Regions from separate parts of the Mus musculus genome. Here region 1 is linked to region 2. The links are chromatin contacts, called in public promoter capture Hi-C maps. All regions are on one chromosome and are shown on one strand. The core of a region is the stretch at or near the end of the contact, and the rest is flanking DNA. Distances in the headings are between cores, read along the strand shown. Region 1 holds the start of Efr3b (EFR3 homolog B). Region 2 overlaps Dtnb (dystrobrevin, beta).

Region 1 (4,926 bases), core at 79-2,578, 360 kb after region 2:
AGTTAAGTCTTTGTCTTCTAAATAGGGGGCTCACCAACTGCTGACTCTTTTCAGCATGCTCTCTGTGCTAACAAACTTTGTGACTCATGGTCTGTTCGCAGAGGCAGCCAGCAGCCTTAGAAATGGGTTAAATTGGGAACATGCACTTCTAGATCACTCACTCCTCAGGTGCAGCCCGAGCCCCTACCCTGCAGTAGGAGACGGAGAACAGGGCTCCAATTCTTCTGCTGGCCTCAGAATAACTACCAGAGACCTGGGCTCTAGTAAACTGTGTCCACAGGAATACACGCACACATGTACCCTTGGTAGAGAGCCGATTCCTAGACTAGTCCACTCTTATGATCTGCAAAGTGGGACCCCAGGAGCGCTTTCCTCATCCACGCTGCCTGTAGAACCCGAGAAATTCTTGACAAATGAGCAAGCAGAGCCTTGAACCGTGAGGGTCTTGGAGCTGCCACACATTCGTGGGGGCGGTGGCTGCGTAATTGGGAGAAACCCTCGAAGCAGCATCTCTCCCCATCAGCCCTCCATAGGGCCAATCTGGAAGTTGGGAAGCCTGAATACCATTAGCAGCAGTGTTAGGTAGAGGCCAAGTCCACCCAGCTCAGAGAGATGAACCTCCAGCGCCGGCTCGCTCGCCAGCTCCTGCACTGCCGGCGCCGCCTCCCACATCCAAGGAGCCTGGCAGCAGACTGGCAGTGAGCAGCTCTCCCCTACCCTGGACCACTTTCGCGCATCAAACTCCCAAGCACAAGCCTCTTTGTTAATTCTGCAAATACTGTCACCCGATCACCTCCACCAACACTGTCGGCTCAGCTCCGAAGATACTCGCTTTTTCCAAAGCCGGGTGCCTCTCAGCCATCAGAGTCCCTACCTGGCGACGGACCACCGCCCCTAGCGCCTGCACACGCCTGCCCGAGGGATCTCAGGGGACCAGAGAGTCCCCCGGCCTAAGGCATCTTTGTCCTCTCGGCACAGACGTACGCACAGGCGACTGAACCAGCCTAGCCTGGCACCAAGTCGGCATTCTCGCTTTTGCGACGGGGGCCACTCCGGGGGACAAAGGTCCGTGTCTGGAAGTTTGCGGGCCCGAGCCGGGGCGCCAAGCCCTCCTTACCGTACATCTCCGCGGGGAGCGCGCCTCTGGGGAGGCCGGCGTAGCCGCGTCGCTGGCTGCTAGTCCTGGCCGCTCCTGCCTTTCATTCACAGCCCGGCGGGCTCAGGCGGCTGCGGGCGGAGACCGGGGCGCGGCGGGAGCAGCCGATGGGGGGCCGGCGGCGGGCGGGACAGAGCGGGACGCCACCCGCCCATTCAGCGACGAGGTTGGCTGCCGCCTCCTGCTCTGGTCCGCAAGCTAGGCGGCGCGCAGGGGGCGGAGCTGTGTTCTGCCACGCCCCGCCCCCTTGGCCACTGGCGGGCTGCCTCAAGAGCCCCGCCTCCATCCCGGACCCTCTCCTTTCCTCAGTATGGGGCGAGCCTTTTTACCTACCTGACGCCCCAGGAAGCCCAGGTTCTTCGTTCACTCAGTAGATCATCCATCCGAATTCCAGCTCCTGGCTCAGCTCTTACGCGGGTCGCTGACGTGTCCTTCAAACTGATGACACACACACACACACACACACACACACACACACACACACACACACACACACACACACACACCCCACACCAGGTCAGCCGGGCGCTGGAAGCTGCAGGTGTGCTCTATTCAGTCTGCTCAAACGAACCGGCTTAGGGAACCTAAGGAGCAGAAATTGAGGCATAACCCTATTCTTTCTGCGGGCCCCAAACTCTGTTTGCTACCTGGGTCAGGTATTCAGGAAATACAGCACACTCCCAACCTCCAAGGCTGCAGGAAGTCCGCTTGGTTTTTCCTCTCCAGATTTGTGTAATCTGCAAGCTTTGCAGCCAGCATCCCCTCCACAAAGGGACTTAAACCCCAGGCCAACGCCCCAGCCCTGGATATCTCTGCCTTCTGTTTCTCTGGCTTTTCTATTTCTATTTCTTAATTTCTCCTCTTGCCTCTTGCTGGAGGCTTTCTGTTTTCTTCCCGACCGTAAAAATTAGAGAAGGGCCTGAATGCAATGACCTTCGTTTTGTTTGTTTGTTTGTTTGTTTGTTTTGTTTTGTTTCGTCTTGTTTTTTGAGACAGGGTTTCTCTGTCGGCGCCTCTTTGAGCCTTGCTTCGTGTTGAGAAATTTCATGAACCTACAGTACATAGTGGGCACCACATATTGTTTTCTTTTTCTTTTTTTCTCCCCCAAAGCAAAGATCAAACCAGAGAGATCCAGTCCTTGGATTTGGAGACGGTGCTCAAGACAGTGCTCACTGCACCCCAAACCAGCATTTTCTATTTTTCTTTGGCTTCATTTCCCCAGACACATCCACCAACCCACCTGCACCTCTCCTAATCTGATGCTTCCTGTTGCCTTGATAAACAGAATGACCAAAAAAACACTTGGTTAAGAAAGGGTTTATGTCATATTAAACTTTACAGTCCATCACTGGGGGAAGTTGTCCTGGTTTGAACGGATTGTAGTGGAATATGAAGAGTCCCTGTAGGCTCTTATATTTGAATGCTGGTCCCTCATTGGTAGAACTGTTTGGGGGAGGATTAGGAAGTGTGTTCTTGTTGGGGGTGTGTGTGTCAATGGTCAATGGAGATGGCCTTCGAAGTTTCAAAAGCCCACACTAGTCCAGCGCTCTCTCTCTCTCTCTCTCTCTTTCTCTCTCTCTCTCTCTCTCTCTCTTTCTCTCTCTCTCTCCCTCATGCTTGTTGACCAGATGTAAGCTCTGATCCACAGCCATGCCTGCCTGCCTGCCTGCCTGCTGTGCTCTCCACCATGATGGCTGTGGACTCTACCCTCTGGAAATGTGCGCCCTGAACTGAATTGTTTCTTGTATAACCTGTCTTGGCTATGGAGACAGGATATTGGGATCAGCAATAAAAAAGGAACTAAGACAGGATTCTTCCCTAAAGTTACATGGCCAGTAAGCAATTTCTGGAGTGATGTAGCTGCCTGCGTGCTGCACCAGGGCACCAGCGGTGCAGCTTTTAGTTAGTCCCCTTGCTGGGTGGGCTTTCCAGTGGCAAAACTGCCTAGTTCCTTGTGCTCCTGTACGTGACCCCAACAAACTCCTCGGCCCATCAAGATAGACTTGGGTTGGATTATTTCTTTGGTCTGTTGATATCTTTTCTATCTGGGTTTAATAGAAATAAGCTCTCAGAAAAAAATAACACAACAGAGACAGTGTAAAATCAAAGGGCTGGATTCAAGAGTCCTATCCTCTAGAGCAGGTGACTGCGAGGACAGAGGAAAGGAAAAAAATCAGCTCCTTAGGGGGAACTCTAGGATGGTGGAAAGTCAGAATTGGGATTAGTACCTTAAACAGGTTCCTCTTTGCTTGCAGAAATCCCAAGTAAGGAAGAAGATAAAGAGAAAGAATCGGCATTTACTGAATGGCTCCATTGCAATGGGTCCGTGCCAGGCCCTCACAGATCTCAGTATAGGTCGCCTGTGGCTTACGATGGCCAGTCTTTACATTGTGTGAAGGTAATATACTTTCAGTAGAAACTGTACTTGAAATTTTTATCTTTTCTCGGCCTAGAAATATATAGCACTGTATGCTTTCTTGCTACTGGGTAGCATCAATGAGCCACTTGCTCTGTCAGCCCTTGGCTCACCAGGGGAGGCAAGCAGTAGCTACATTGCACTGCGTTCTAAGTTTTGATGTAGGTTGGCAGAGGTAAGTAAACTTTCTACTCACACTATTTTCTTCACGGTGTACACATGCATGTGTGTTTGTTTGTTTGTTTGTATGTGCATTTGTATGTGTGTATGTATGGGTGTATGTATGCGTGTGTGTGCATATGTGTGTGAGCACCAGAGGCTGATGTCATGTTTCTTTTTCTATTTCTCTTGGTTTTATTCATTGAGCCAGGGTGTCTCACTCGATCCCAGAATTTAAGCAGCCAGCTTACTCCAGGGACCCCTGGGATCCTCTTCTCAGGAGCTGGTATTCCAGGTGAGCTGCCATTTCCACCCAGGGTTTACAAGGGTGCTATGAAGCCAAACTCTAGTCCCCACACCGGTGCAGCAAGTGCTTGGCCAGCTGAACCACATCCCCAGCAGCTCCTACAACGATTTTATCAGGAACACCATTGTTGGCAAGGAGTGCTCTTTCTAGCTTATAGTAAGATCGAGGTGCAGCAAGGTGGTTCAAACTAGGATGCAGCTTAGCAGTGCACACTGATACATGACTGCACTGTAAGTGGGGCGGTTCTTCCTTGCAGGTTGAATAGGCTGCTCACCTCTCTCCTTTACCTGCATTAACTCTCCAGTGCCTTATTGCTTGAGTGAGCATACCACCACAAGTGGGCCCTTTCATATGCACTCTGTCCTAGGACTGCCAGTTCTGGCTCCCTGCGGTGTTGGCTGGAGGCTAGTTGCCTCTTAAGAGTTGTTTGCCCAGGCCAAAGACAAGATTATTATTCTTTAGGCACACTGCACCTTGCTCCATGTGCTTTCTCTGTAACTGTGCTCTTTGCTTCAATAGCTCCCTCTGCCAGAACTTCGGTATGAACCAGGCTTTCTCTGTGTTGCACAGAAGGAAGACTTAGACATAGAAGGCAAGCTACAGCCATCGTGCATAGCCCAGGAACCTCCCCCTCACATCTAGGGCATTAGCATCCATGCACTGTCCCCAAGGACCGTCCTCCAGCCTTCTGACAGCTTCACCAGGCCCCATCACTCCTCTTTGTCCACCCAAAGCTTTTAATCTCTCTATGAGCTGCAGTTCTCAGCCCTGCGCTTGCTCCAGGCACCAACAGTGACCAGCTTTAAAGAACTATCTTCCAGGTGAAGGGAAGAGAGAAGGAAATGACAGCCCCAGGGGATGCAGCTTCAGGCAGAAAAAAATCCTGAG
Region 2 (4,800 bases), core at 5-2,504:
TTCCTTTTCCTTAATAAATCTGCATTCTCTTTGCTTTAAAAAAAATTCACAGAGAAAAGCAATTCTGTCTGTGAATTCAAACGGTTGTGTCATCGGGTACTGTAATACTGGGGGTAGCGATTACCTGCTGTGTGCTGTGGAATGCCAGCCTCCACTCAGGATCATTGCAGGGATCATTTCAGCTTCTCGTTCATGTCACATTGATGTGACAACTCAATTAGGAGAACATTGGCCCCAAGCTTCAGCCTTAAGGTGGTGACATTTAATGCAACCCCTGCCCAGCCTTCACTGTCTTCTCAGCCAGGGGTGTCCTGCCTGGGACTGAGTGCTGCCTTGGCTCTTGTGGCCACCTCGGAATGGCGCTGTGCATGCTGAGTTCCCCTTCCTTTTTTGAAAAGGCAGCCGAGGGGCATTGCCGAGCAGTGTGAGCTACCACTGTCCTTCTGCAGCTTTGGCCGTGAGAGCAGCTGGGACAGGAGTGGCTTCTTTTGTAGATGAAGGGGTTTTGTAATTTGTATAGACATGTTTCAGAAGCTGCATGTGAACCAATTATATTTAATTCTTTAGTCATATTTTCTTGTCAGAGAGTTAATACTCTTAAATCTTGGAAGATTAACAAAAATTACATGAATTACATTTCTCTCATACTTATGTCGTTAAAAATTACAGCTTTATTAGTTGAGTGAAACTTGAGCTCAGCAATTCTAATTTTCACTTTTTAAAAGCAAACTGTGGAGGCAGAGGCAGGTGGATTTCTGAGTTCGAGGCCAGCCTGGTCTACAGAGTGAGTTCCAGGACAGCCAGGACTATACAGAGAAACCCTGTCTCGAAAAACCAAAAACAAACAAGCAAACAAAAAAGCAAACTGTAAAAAAGAAATGTATATTTTTAAGTAAGGATTCCATTTCGAGCTGATAGACTGAGAACATGCCTTATAGTCTTTCCATCTTATTCCAGATACTTAGAACATATCAATGTTAGAATCTGAAAAGTCATTTGCAAATAAACTAACCAAGAAAAAGCAAGGCAAGCCTTAACTGCCGAATGTCCATGAAAAGCGGATGGTGCCCTATGCAGATGGAAACCATGATCCACAGCAAGGGCAGGGAAGTGCTGCTTCTGCCACCGCAGCACATGAACACCGCCTGGAAACTTTCCACCTTGCCACAGGTGCAGTGGGTACAAGGGGCTCCAGACAAGTGACAAGTGACTCTGGCACTGTGCACGGTGGTGGAGGCGTCTCTAGCAGATGTAGTGAGTAAAGGAGCGTAGGCTGGAGAGGCAGGGCAGTATTCCAAGAGCTTGCAGAATCTAGCAGAGGAGGGAGGCCCTTGTTTAGAAGACCACAGAGCTTTTCCACTAGGACCTCTTGCACGCTCACTGAGAATAGCTTCTCCGCTTCAGCTCCAAGAAGGCAGACATTACAACAGAGTGGACAAGCTGAGCGGGAAGCTCTGGCTACACAGTTGAGCACTTAGGTCAGAATGGCCATAAGGAAGAGCACAGCCATGCAGAGAGGGTGACATGATTCCTTTCAGAAACAGAGTTAATCGAATAAGGAAACTACATTTGAAAGAGCATGTGCATCTGTCTGTCTCTCTGTCTGTCTGTCAGTACAACTCCCAGGAGTCAGCTCTTTTCTTCCACTTTGTGAGATCCAGGGACTGAACGCAGGTGCCAGTTTGAGTAAAAGTGCCTCTACCCACTGCCCATCTCACCTCTCAAAACTACATTCATAGACTGTATAGTTCAGTCCTTTGAGAGATAAGTGCAGTTTTTTTCTACTAAAAATAATTAAACTTTTTTAAAGATTTTATTTTTTATTTTATGTGTATATATGTCTTCATGTATAACTGTATTTATTATGTGTATACCTGGTGTCAGTGGAGGCTGGAAGAGGGCATTGGATTCATCGAAGCTGGAGTTACAGGCATTGTCAGCCATTATCTGGGTGTAGGAATTGAGCCTGGGGCCTCTGGAAGAACTGCCAATGCTAATAACCTCTTAAGTCATCTCAACAGCCCCCAAATTAAACTTTAAGACTATCAAGAGAAGAAATTCAGGGCTAGGTGTAGCTGTGTACACTTTTAACCCCAGCACTTGGTGGGTAGAGGCAGGTGGATCTCCCTGAGTTAGGGGCCAGTCTGGACTGTATAGTGAGTTCCAGGACAGCCAGGTAACAACCAGCCATCCCCCAACAATAATAATGGTAGTGGGAAAAAAGAAAAGGGACAAGAAATTCAGTGATGGGCTAATGAACAGTGTTCACAGGAAGAGTAAACATGGGAGCTGAGCTCTAATGGGGAGGAATGAGTGCAAATGTGTTACATAGGATAAAAGAGAAAACCTAAGACTTGTAGGAGGGGGTAGTAAGAAGTTCCATCTAATAAGAGGTTCAGAAAATGGCTAAAGATGATATTTAGAAGGTTAAATAGACTCAGTGCCTAGATTGTTATCCAAAGACACTTTGATATTTCCATTCATCTGGACTCAAACCATCAAAATAGTAAAACGTTATTGTGTTAATAATGATTTCCTTCATGATTAAAAACAAGGAGTATTTCAGACCCAGAATCATTTTGACATCCTTCAGTGAAAAAGATATATGTTCAACAAGAAGCTGCAGAAAGCAGGGACATGCATTCCCTAGAGGAGGTCCTTACTGCTGGGGCCTCTGGAGCTTTGTGCCCAGTGCTCAGAGCTGGTGTTGGCCAAGACTTCACTGAGGTGACTGAAAGAGAAAGAACTATGAAAGATTTATTCCTTTATTCTTTGTGTGTGTGTGTGTGTGTGTGTGTGTGTGTGTGTGTGTGTGTGTGTGTGCCTGTGTGAGCCTCCACATGGGTCCTGGGAACTGGACTTGCGACCTCAGCAACCTTTTGCAAGAGGATTTAGAAGTGCACACTCCTTAAGCAATGGGAACTAGAAAAAGACAATCTGCTCAGCAGAGGTTGGAGCAGTGAACACTTGAAGCTGTAAATGTTTGCTAAGCTGAAGCTCCCAGTGTCACTTTGCACCAGCAGGTTACATCGTCATGCCTTAAATTCTAGCTCTCGAAAGAAAGAGGCAGATGGGTCTTTGTGAGTTCTAGGTCAACCTGGGTTATATAGCAAGTTCCAGGCCGGTCAGGGTTATATAGTCAGACTCTGCTTTAAAAAGAAAAATAAATTAAAAGTAATGCATGCATTAAATCAAGAGAAATGAATCTCTAGCTGAATATTCCAGTATGGTAGTTACTAGACACATGACTTTAATTTTAAGGTAAAATTTAAATTTAAAATGAGTTTCTCGCATGCAATAAAAACATCACAAGTGTCCAGTTGCCACCATACTGGACAATACAGAAACAGCACATTTCCTATAAAATTCTGTTGCATAGCACCACTCAAGGGTCAGTTCTTATTGAACATAACCTCCTCCCCCTCAGATCTCTTTGTGGCAGTGTTGTCTGACAGCTCAGATCCAAAGAAGCCTCTGGACAGCATAGTCCCTGCTAAAGGGAAAACCCATTCTCAAAGCAACTCATGAAGAAGAAACAGCAAATGAAACACACAAAAAAGTAAACAGATCAAGAACTTAAAAGACAGTGTCTTAAAAATGCTAAAGAAGCAAGCTTTGGAATATAAAAGTAGTTGTCTGGTTTGCTAGGAGGAGTGCATTGGTTGTACTTCAGATAGCTGGCCTCAAACCTTTTCCTCTGATCCTAAGTGGCCCTCCTGCACTCTGAGATCACTGGCGTAAGCTACCCCAACTTGCTTTCGGCTCACAAAGAAACAAGAGAATATGTTAAAAGAACCCAAGTAGGATTCCTGGAAATGAAAAACATTAAGGATAAGCTCAGTGAAGGCCCAATGAAACAGCAAGTTAGAGGCTGCCAGAATGAAAGTTAGAGAATGAAAAATCAACCTGGAGGAGACACAGACAAGAGATGGGAAATGGTGAAAGACAAAGGAGGAAGTTAGAATGAAGAGCGAATGAATTATTGTCGAATTCTGTGCCTGGCTAATCTATTTAGGGCAAAGAACAATATTGTTAGATAAAGTTGTTTATAAAGTCCATTACTATTGGAGCAAAGAAAGGGTAATACTTTGAAGAAAGTAGATTGACATGAGGGATGACTTGGGGCACAGTGCATTTAATGGGATTGGTAAGTATGGGCAAGTTTTAAGCCCACAAACAGTAGTATTCGTAATAATAACAACGATGATAATGGTGGCTGGTTAGCAGTAACTGACTTTTCTGGACTTGTATAAGATGCAGCTAACACAGCTGTTACATGAAACTGGTCGAGACATGATTCGGTTGAAAGCATTTTAAGTTACCGAATAAAGTGTTCATGTTAAAATACAGAAGATTCCAGACTTACTGGAAGGTTTAATGGGCTTTGGATCAAGGGCCCTCTACTCCTTTTCTGCTTGAGCCCTTTCAGATGGTATGGCCGGGAGCTCAGGAATATGTTCCAAAGGTGGTAATTAGAAATGAAATGACAGGAAGGGCCTCTAAGGCACCGATATTGAGCTTTTTCTGGTAGGCTGTCATGCTCCCAGGTGTCAGGGCCTGTCATCAGGAACCCTGGCTGAAGAGAGTGCTGTGTGCGGAATTAGCTTGGGGCTCGTTGAAAATACGATGACATGAGCTCAGAACAACAACAACAAAGAATCAGCGTCCTGGATCCTGGTCCACAGCTGCCAGAGGAAACAAGTCCCAGCTCTGGTGCAAGAATGCCCAGAGCAACAGCTAGGGTACAGGTCACCTCCCACTCCCCACGTTAACATCTGCCCCTCAGCCGGAGACTCTGTG

Evidence for each region. Promoter capture Hi-C pulls out the DNA fragments that hold promoters and counts their contacts.
Region 1: a promoter capture Hi-C map of hippocampal neurons shows a contact between it and region 2, with 2.1 times the contacts expected there. The contact joins the promoter of Efr3b here to the enhancer-like site in region 2. A contact is called at or near these places in 13 of 39 promoter capture datasets (the 3T3-L1 cell line, the C10 cell line, cranial neural crest and 8 more), 3 of 115 datasets of contacts at active chromatin or transcription factors (astrocytes, embryonic forebrain and embryonic stem cells) and 1 of 9 other capture datasets (macrophages).

What each region holds. Positions count from the first base shown.
Region 1 is chr12:4,037,587-4,042,512 of GRCm38.p6, forward strand. It overlaps Efr3b (EFR3 homolog B), which reads right to left and starts at 1,329. Exons shown (of 23, transcript NM_001082483.1): 1 at 1,118-1,329. The coding sequence starts at 1,124.
Region 2 is chr12:3,673,862-3,678,661 of GRCm38.p6, forward strand. The region is part of intron 8 of Dtnb (dystrobrevin, beta); the gene reads left to right. Among named protein-coding and RNA genes, the nearest start is that of Dtnb, 100 kb to the left of the region's middle. Within about 2 kb of position 1,255, at least 16 of the 459 cell types and tissues checked have an H3K27ac peak or open chromatin away from gene starts, as enhancers often do. A contact at or near this core is called in hippocampal neurons, where this site is marked.